Linked DNA regions of Pan troglodytes: region 2 is linked to region 1. A link is a contact called in public HiChIP or PLAC-seq data. All regions are on one chromosome and are shown on one strand. The core of a region is the stretch at or near the end of the contact, and the rest is flanking DNA. Distances in the headings are between cores, read along the strand shown.

The links. HiChIP or PLAC-seq counts read pairs in DNA pulled down with a chosen protein or histone mark.
Region 2: a contact with region 1 is called in an H3K4me3 HiChIP or PLAC-seq map of stem cell-derived excitatory neurons, with 4 times the contacts expected there. The contact joins the promoter of DYRK1A here to the promoter of VPS26C in region 1. A contact is called at or near these places in 2 of 7 Hi-C or Micro-C datasets (blood and stem cell-derived neural progenitor cells) and 1 of 1 datasets of contacts at active chromatin or transcription factors (stem cell-derived excitatory neurons).

What each region holds. Positions count from the first base shown.
Region 1 is chr22:37,969,846-37,973,529 of NHGRI_mPanTro3-v2.0_pri, forward strand. It overlaps VPS26C (VPS26 endosomal protein sorting factor C), which reads right to left and starts at 1,276. Exons shown (of 8, transcript XM_054675100.2): 1 at 415-1,276. The coding sequence starts at 471. LOC112206651 (a long non-coding RNA gene) reads left to right here and starts at 881. Exons shown (of 3, transcript XR_010154525.1): 1 at 881-971.
Region 2 is chr22:38,067,763-38,071,273 of NHGRI_mPanTro3-v2.0_pri, forward strand. It overlaps DYRK1A (dual specificity tyrosine phosphorylation regulated kinase 1A), which reads left to right and starts at 1,425. Exons shown (of 12, transcript XM_009424841.5): 1 at 1,425-1,446.

The DNA.
Region 1 (3,684 bases), core at 26-2,525:
AAAGGGGAGTTTGGTCGTCAACTCCTCCGCCCTCAGCGCTCACTGAGGGAGCTCAAGCCTGAGAACCCAACACCGCCGGGTGTTCAAGGGGCCAGATGGGAAGAGGCGCAGCCCCAGAGCTGGGCGCCTGCCCTGCACGTCCCGCAGATGCGGCGGCGGCGCCTGCCCTGGGGCCTCCTCGCAGGGCAGCCGGCCTCGCGCGGGAAGCACCTGGCGGGGACGCACCTGGCGGGAACGCACCCACCTGGCGGGAACGCACCCACCTGGCGGGAACGCACCCACCTGATGGAGACGCACCTGGCGGGGCAGCCCTGCCCCGCCTAGGGACGCGGGACGTGCGCAGAGCGATGGAGACAGCGGAACCTGCAGACCCGCCCAACCCCACCTCCATCCCCACCCCCAGCCCCCACTTACCCCGGCGTGATAAACTTTATTCGCTCTTTTAATCTTGATGTCCAGGGCGGTCCCCATCTCCAATTCTCCGCAGCAGCCGCCACTTCCGGCTGCGCGTGACCCCAGGGAAACAAAGGGCGCCTCCCCACTTCGTTCTGGGCCCCGCCCCTTTCCCTCTCTGCCGGCAGTGGCTCACGTGACCTCGCAGCGGCGTCGCACACACTCCCTAGCTCCGAGAGGCGAATGCCCCACGCCTTCCTCCTTCCGGCACAAGAGCCGGCCTTAGTGCGGGCCGAAGCGCTGTCACGGTTCACCCCGCCCCCTCTGGGCGTGAAAGACGGGGCCAAACTAGCCCCACCCCTTCCGTAGGGACAGTCTTACGCCGGAAATGCTCTTTTGCTGTCCGGGTTAGCGGAGGGAGGGAGAAACGCTCGGCTCTCCCCGCGTGCCCCGCGGCTGGAGGCGGAGCCGAGCCCGTCTGTCGGTTGCAGCCTGCGCAGGAAGGACGACGCTCCCGTCAGGCTGTGCGGCGCAGACGGGTCGCCCAATGGAGTTGTCTTCCAGGAGGTTTTAACTTGGTAATGCCTGCCCTCCTCAAATGTCCTTAATCTCCTCAACTCTAGCCCTCCACCGCTTTCTCCCTGGGGTTCTGAAGAGCCGGCGCCCCCTTGTCTGTCTGCGGCCAGGCGCCGCACCCTTCCCTTCCCGCGGGAACGGTTCCGGTCACCCTCAGGGGTGCGGCCTCTGCGTGCTAGTCCTGCAAAGCGCTGATTGGCCGGCGGCCCGCTTGCCTCGTGTCCCAGCGCCAGCTGGGCCTAGGGCCAAGGTCTCGGGAAGCCCCGGGTGACCTCGCTCTTCTCGGAGCCGCGGCGCTGGGTCACCCGCCAGCCGGGCTCCGCGGGCCGCGAGGGATTGTGGGTGTTCCCCAGGCGCGTGTCCTGGAACCGGGTGTTAAATATTCAGATCCGTGCGCCCCGCGCTGAAGGGTGGAAAGGCACGGCCCCCAGGCTCTGGGGCTTGGAGATTGGTTGCAAATGAAAGACTGAAAGCTGGAGTGAATCTGCCCATTATTTTTATTCCCAGCAACAGCTGACCCCAGATACAGTTTGTGGGGGTGGGGGGCGTTACTGCAGGGCAGTGCACTGTTAACGTCCTTCGTTTATTGAGTTAAAATCTCTTGTAAATGTTATAAATGAGGATTTTGCCAATAAGCAGAAGGTCAAATTTCATTTTGACAAATGATTTAATTAAATAATGCGGTGAAAAGTGCTTTTTGTTTAAATTCTTTGCTTTTTGTTTAAATTCTTTGATTCTGATCGTTATTTTTTAAAGTGCATTGCTTTTGGGATAACATCAGAAACTATCTGTAAAAAGAATTAGTATCACGAATGCCTCCCTCTTAAGAATATAAAATGTTTTACAGGCCAGCAGTGATGGTGCTGCAGCTACAATTGCATTTGAAGGTTAATAAATGGTATTTTCAAATATTCAGGTCTTGGTTTGCAGCTCCTCTCTGCCTTCAGGGCTTTGGTCTCTGTCTTCAATGTTTTCCTGGCAACTCAAAACTCAGCGATTTTAGAACAATTCATTAGGGACTTGAAAATCACAGTCTAGTCTATTTGAATTCAAGAAGTGGATCCCTTTCCGCTAGACTCACCCATCATTTTCAAGTGGTAAAAAATCAATCTCAGTAGACACTGCAGAGAAACAGGAAAAGAAACACATGTATCAACATTGTATACTTGGTTTTTTTGTTTTGTTTTGTTGTTGAGACGGAGTCTCGCTCTATCGCCCAGGCTGGAGTGCAGTGGTGCTATCTTGGTTCACTGCAACCTCCGCCTCCCAGTTTCAAGCGATTCTCCTGCCTCAGCCTCCCGAGCAGTTGGGACTACAGGCACGTGCCACCATTCCCAGCTAATTTTTGTATTAGTAGAGATGGGGTTTCACCATGTTGGCCATGCTGGTCTCGAACTCTTGACCTCATGATCCGCCCGTCTCGGCTTCCCAAAGTGCTGGGACTACAGGGGTGAGCCACTGCGCCCAGCCTCCAATCGCTATCCTTTTAAATCTTTTCCATCCCTCACTCACACCTTAGATGATACCTTAACTTTCTGGTCCATTTGAGTTACCAAAAATCAGACCGTGTTAAAGTGTCGATCTCATGTCTCAAGTGGGACCCTAAATCCCTTAGTGTGAGTGGGAAGGTGCAAAGCGTGGTTCGGGCATGCAGACACTTCTCAACGTACCTCTGCAAGGCCTGGCTTCTGTGTTGAGATAAGGAAGAGGAGAGAAAATGAGACAAATATCTCTTAACTAGCCACTGCTGAATTTTCTTAGTTGATTCCTGCCTCTCTGGTAACTGTCTCGTTTAAAATTCCTTTCGTGGGGTACAGATGGGGAGGTCAGGTGGGGTCTTCTCCCTGCCGCACAGTTCCATGGGAGATCTTTTCCATCACCCGCCCCCGCCGCCGTCAGCACCCGGCAGTACACTCAGCCTCTCAGGCAAGATCACTCAGGACCATTTATCTTCCGCATAGGAAGAATTTGACCCAGGAGAAATACACATCTTTGCCACACAAAAGGGCTGGACTGAAGACCACCCCGTGGCTACTCCTCTCTCCCCTGCTATATCCCTCTTCAATTTTGTTGTTCCCCCTTGCCATACAGACAGGGATAAATCAGCAAGAGTGCTGGAGGAACAGATCTGCAGGCAACAAATAGAATACCAGACTCCCCTTCCAGCAGGCCCTCTGATACCTTGGAGAGATTGTCCTATGTCCTTCCCAGCTACATCACTTCCCACCAGAAACACCGTCCTCTGCAATACCGACTGCCTCCTTTCATTCCTTCCCCTGCCTTCCTGTATAGATTGAGGAGAGGACTGGGGAAGTATTTGGTGGAAGCGGGGCTAGATCTGCAGCTTTTTATTAAGCCCTGGGGGAAGTGGCCCCAATTATAGGCATCTTTCATTAGGAGATGGAGTACTATGCCTGTAGTTTTCCATTGTGAGCCTAGTGCCAATTCTAGGACAATAGTAGAGGTCCCACTAAACATCTTTAAGTGGGTGCTATGATTCTCTGCACAGACTCTTCCTGCAGGACTGGAGGACATGTTCCCTGAGCTGCTAGGAGTATTGGTCTCAACAGTTTTCAGCTAAGTCACTCTTCAAAGCTTGCCTTTAATGAAGAAAACTGCCTTGCCCAAGGTCATTCCCCCTTCTAGGGGGCAGCCCACACTTGACAATTAATCCATTTAGGATATACAGGCCTCTCCGTTGTGCCAGTTTAGGAC
Region 2 (3,511 bases), core at 175-2,674, 98 kb after region 1:
AGTATTAAAGGTTGCAAATGCTGACGTGCTCTGATAGAAGCGAAAGCTTGGTGAATGGGCTGGGATGGGGTGGGGGCAGGAAGGAGACCCACAAGCAGAGAGGAAGAAGTTGGTTGTATAGGTGGAAGCTTGAGCTTGGGAGGAACCAGGTAGGGACCTCTCCTCTGAATAAGGGGCGCTCTGGGCCACTTCCTCTTTCTTCAAAACAATTAAGTTGACCGTGGACCTTAATCACACTAGCAGGGCAATTTTGAAACAATAATCCGAAAGAACTTTTGCCAGCTACGGCAACTTTTTTATATCATGGAGATGAGCCTGAAAGCAAGCTATTTGCCCGACCACTTTTTGACCAATTTATTTTCGGTTTAGTCAGGTTTCTTCCAAGTCTGTGCTAATCTGAATGGTTACCTTAGTAATTACTTTTTGACTAATTTATTTTCGGTTTAGTCGGATTTCTTTCAAAGTCTGTGCTAATCTGAATGGTTACCTTAGTATATCAATGTCCTAGTAACTGTAGCAAGGACATTTTTGCTGGAAATCATTTAAAGCAGGTGTATTTGAGTCATGTAGCATAGACAGCGGCATTTACTGCGAGTTTTTTACATCTAATATTGTTTATAAGATTTTATCTGTTGTCACATTTGTGAAGTTTATGAAAAAAATTGGTTATGAACACTATCACAAGGTGGCAAAATCAAGCTTAGAAATCAATTAGTGACTCTGCTGTAAAATAGTATATATATACACACACACTCTTTTTAGGTATACATTTATTAAATGCCATTAGAGTTGGTACAAAATACAATTTTTAGCTGGTGGCTCTCTACCGATTACAACGCAGCCAGCACAGCATACTTGGGTTTTCACCCAGCAATACACAGCTGGGGAGAAGGGGTAAGAATAAAAATCAGCGAAAGCCAGGATATTAATAAAGAGTTTTGATGGTTAAGGACAAGCAGGCGAATTAAGACTCTGGAAACCGAGAAGGTGTACAGAAAAGAAAACCAGAGAGCTGGACGACAAGGACACAGTAACAGCACAAGGGGATTCATCTAAGGGGCATTCCGATGGAGCAGGCAGGCTGCGCCCAGAAAGGTGGGGAGGGGTTGGAAGCAGATGGGCAGGCACGGGCGAGCGTGCACAGCCTGAAAAAGTTTTCATGATGGCTCCAGCCTAATTTCCCAACGCTGGTCTCGGGCGCCACAAAACCTGGGCGGCCCGACCGGAGCCGGGTGCCAGCCTCAGGGCCGCCGGGCCCGGCGCAGCGTCCGGAATTCCTGCGATGTCTGGGGCGCGGCGGTGGCTCCTCCCCGCCCCCACCACGGCCTCCGCCGGCATTTTCCGGCTAGGAGGCCCGCCAGCCCTTCGAAGAACCGGCTCCACGCGCGGACGGTCGCGGCCGGCGCGCTTCCCGGGGAGAGAGGCGAGCGCTGCGCCCGGACCGCGGTGAGAGCCCTCCAGGCCCGGGCGCGCGGGGTGGGCTTCCCGGGTCCCCGCCCGAAGGCCGCGGCGCCCCTCCCCCTCCCCCGCCCGGGGCAGCCCGCCCCTCCCCCCGGCGCGGGCGGGGCTGCGGTCGCCGACGCGGAAGCGCGGGGCGCTAGGGCTGCGGGGGCGGCGGCGCGGGAGGCCGCGCGCGCTCCCCGGGCCGCAGTCGGCGCGGGCGCGGGGCGGGGCGAGGCGGCCCGGCGCTCGCGCACAGGCCTGGCCGCCGCCTCGCCCCCCCTTCCCCAGCCCCTACCCTCCCTCGGCCTAGCCGTCCCCCTCCTCTCCCCTCCCCCGGGCGAATCACGCGCCCTCCTCTGACACTCGTAGCGGACCCGAGCTCCGAATTTATCCTTCACGTGACCTGAGGGGGTTGGGTGGTTGGCTGGGGACAGAGGGGGAGACGGAAAGGAGGGAACGGAATCTGCCGTTACCTGAGCAACAGGCCCCGCCCGCCGGCTCGGTGCCGGGGGGCGGGAGGAGGACGTCAGCACGTCAGCCGGGGTTTTGCGTTTTGATTGACAGTTGCTATAGCGACCGGGTCGGTCCGTCGCCATTTTGTTGGTTGGTTTTTTTTTAAACCCTTTCGCTTCCCGCCCGAATAATAATAAAAAGCCCCATTGGAGTGAGGCGGGGGTGGCGGCGGCAACCGCGGCGGGGGTATCCGGGGAGACTGCTGCTGTCGCTGCTGCTGATCGCGGCCCAGGTCGGCCTCAGGGAGCGGACACCCCGAGCGGGGGGTGCGGGCGCCGCCGCCGCCGCTTCTGCTGCTGCTGTTCCTGCTGCTGCTGTTGGTGCCGCTGCCGCCGCCGGCGAGCGGGCGGGACCGGTGTGAGTGCGAGTGTGTGTGCGAGGGAGCGTGTGCGAGGGCGAGTGTGCGCGCGAGTGTGCGGGTGTGTGCGAGTGTCTGTCTGTCTGTGCGGGGACTCGGGGGCGGGCGGTTCGGGCTCTCCTGGCGGAGGAGCCGCCGCCGCCGCCCGGGCCCCGGCGCTTCTCGCTGCGCAGGTTCGGAGCGCGCGCCATTTTGTGAGATTTACAAAATCCTCCTCGGGAAGAAGCCGCCGGCAGCAGCCGCCGCTCGGCGCCCGGCTTCGCCGACGCCGCCCTCTGCGCCGGGCCGGGCCGTGCGGCCCCGCCGCCTGGAATCGGGGCCCGGGGACTGCGGTATTTGCCGGGGAGGGGGCTGTCGCCTCCCCGGCCCCGGGCGCCGCTGGAACCGCGAGCCGAGGAGAGACTGAGCAGGCTGCGGCGCGGCCAGGAGCCGGAGCGCCGGGGGCGGAGAGAGGCTGCCGGGGCGGCGCTGGCTGCGGAGGCCGCGGCGGGAGCGGGAGCGCGGCGCGGGAGCCCGAGGCTGAGACTCACCGGAGGAAGCGGCGCGAGCGCCCCGCCATCGTCCCGGTGAGTGTCCGGCCCGGCCGCGGCCCCGCCCGGCCTGGCGCTCGGCTCCCCCGGCGGCCCGCAGCCGGGCCCGAGCCGAGGCCGGCCGGGCGGAGGGAGGGACCTGCCATTTTAGGAGGAGGCGCCGCGGGCCCAGGGCCGGCCGCCGGGGGAGGGAGCCTCAGGCCGGGTCCCGGAGGAGCGGCGGGCGCGAGCGGAGGGAAAGTTGCGGAGGGTGGGAGCGGAGGCCGCGGCCTCCCGGGAGCCGGGGCCTGGGGGGCCGTAGACAGCGCCAGACCTTCACTGGCCGCCCGAGCCAAGGGGTGGAGGTTGTCTTCCTCCTCCTCCTCTTCCTCCTCATCCTCTTCCCCCAGCTCCTCCCTCGTCCCTCCTCTCGGTCCCCACCAGTGTGGGAACCGCCGGGGTGCTTCGCAAGGACAATGCACGGGTTAAGAAAATGGGGCCGGCTGCCGGGTGGGCGAGGACGGCGGGGCCGGGCCGGGCGCCGGCGAAGGTCGGGAGCCGCTGCCTCGGCGGCCCTGGGGGTCCGCGCCGGAGCGAGGGGCACTCACTGGCCTCCGAAGTTGGGCGGGGAGCGCGAGTGTCCCCGGCGGCTCGGGGTGGAGGGATGACCTGCCCGGCAGCCGGGGGA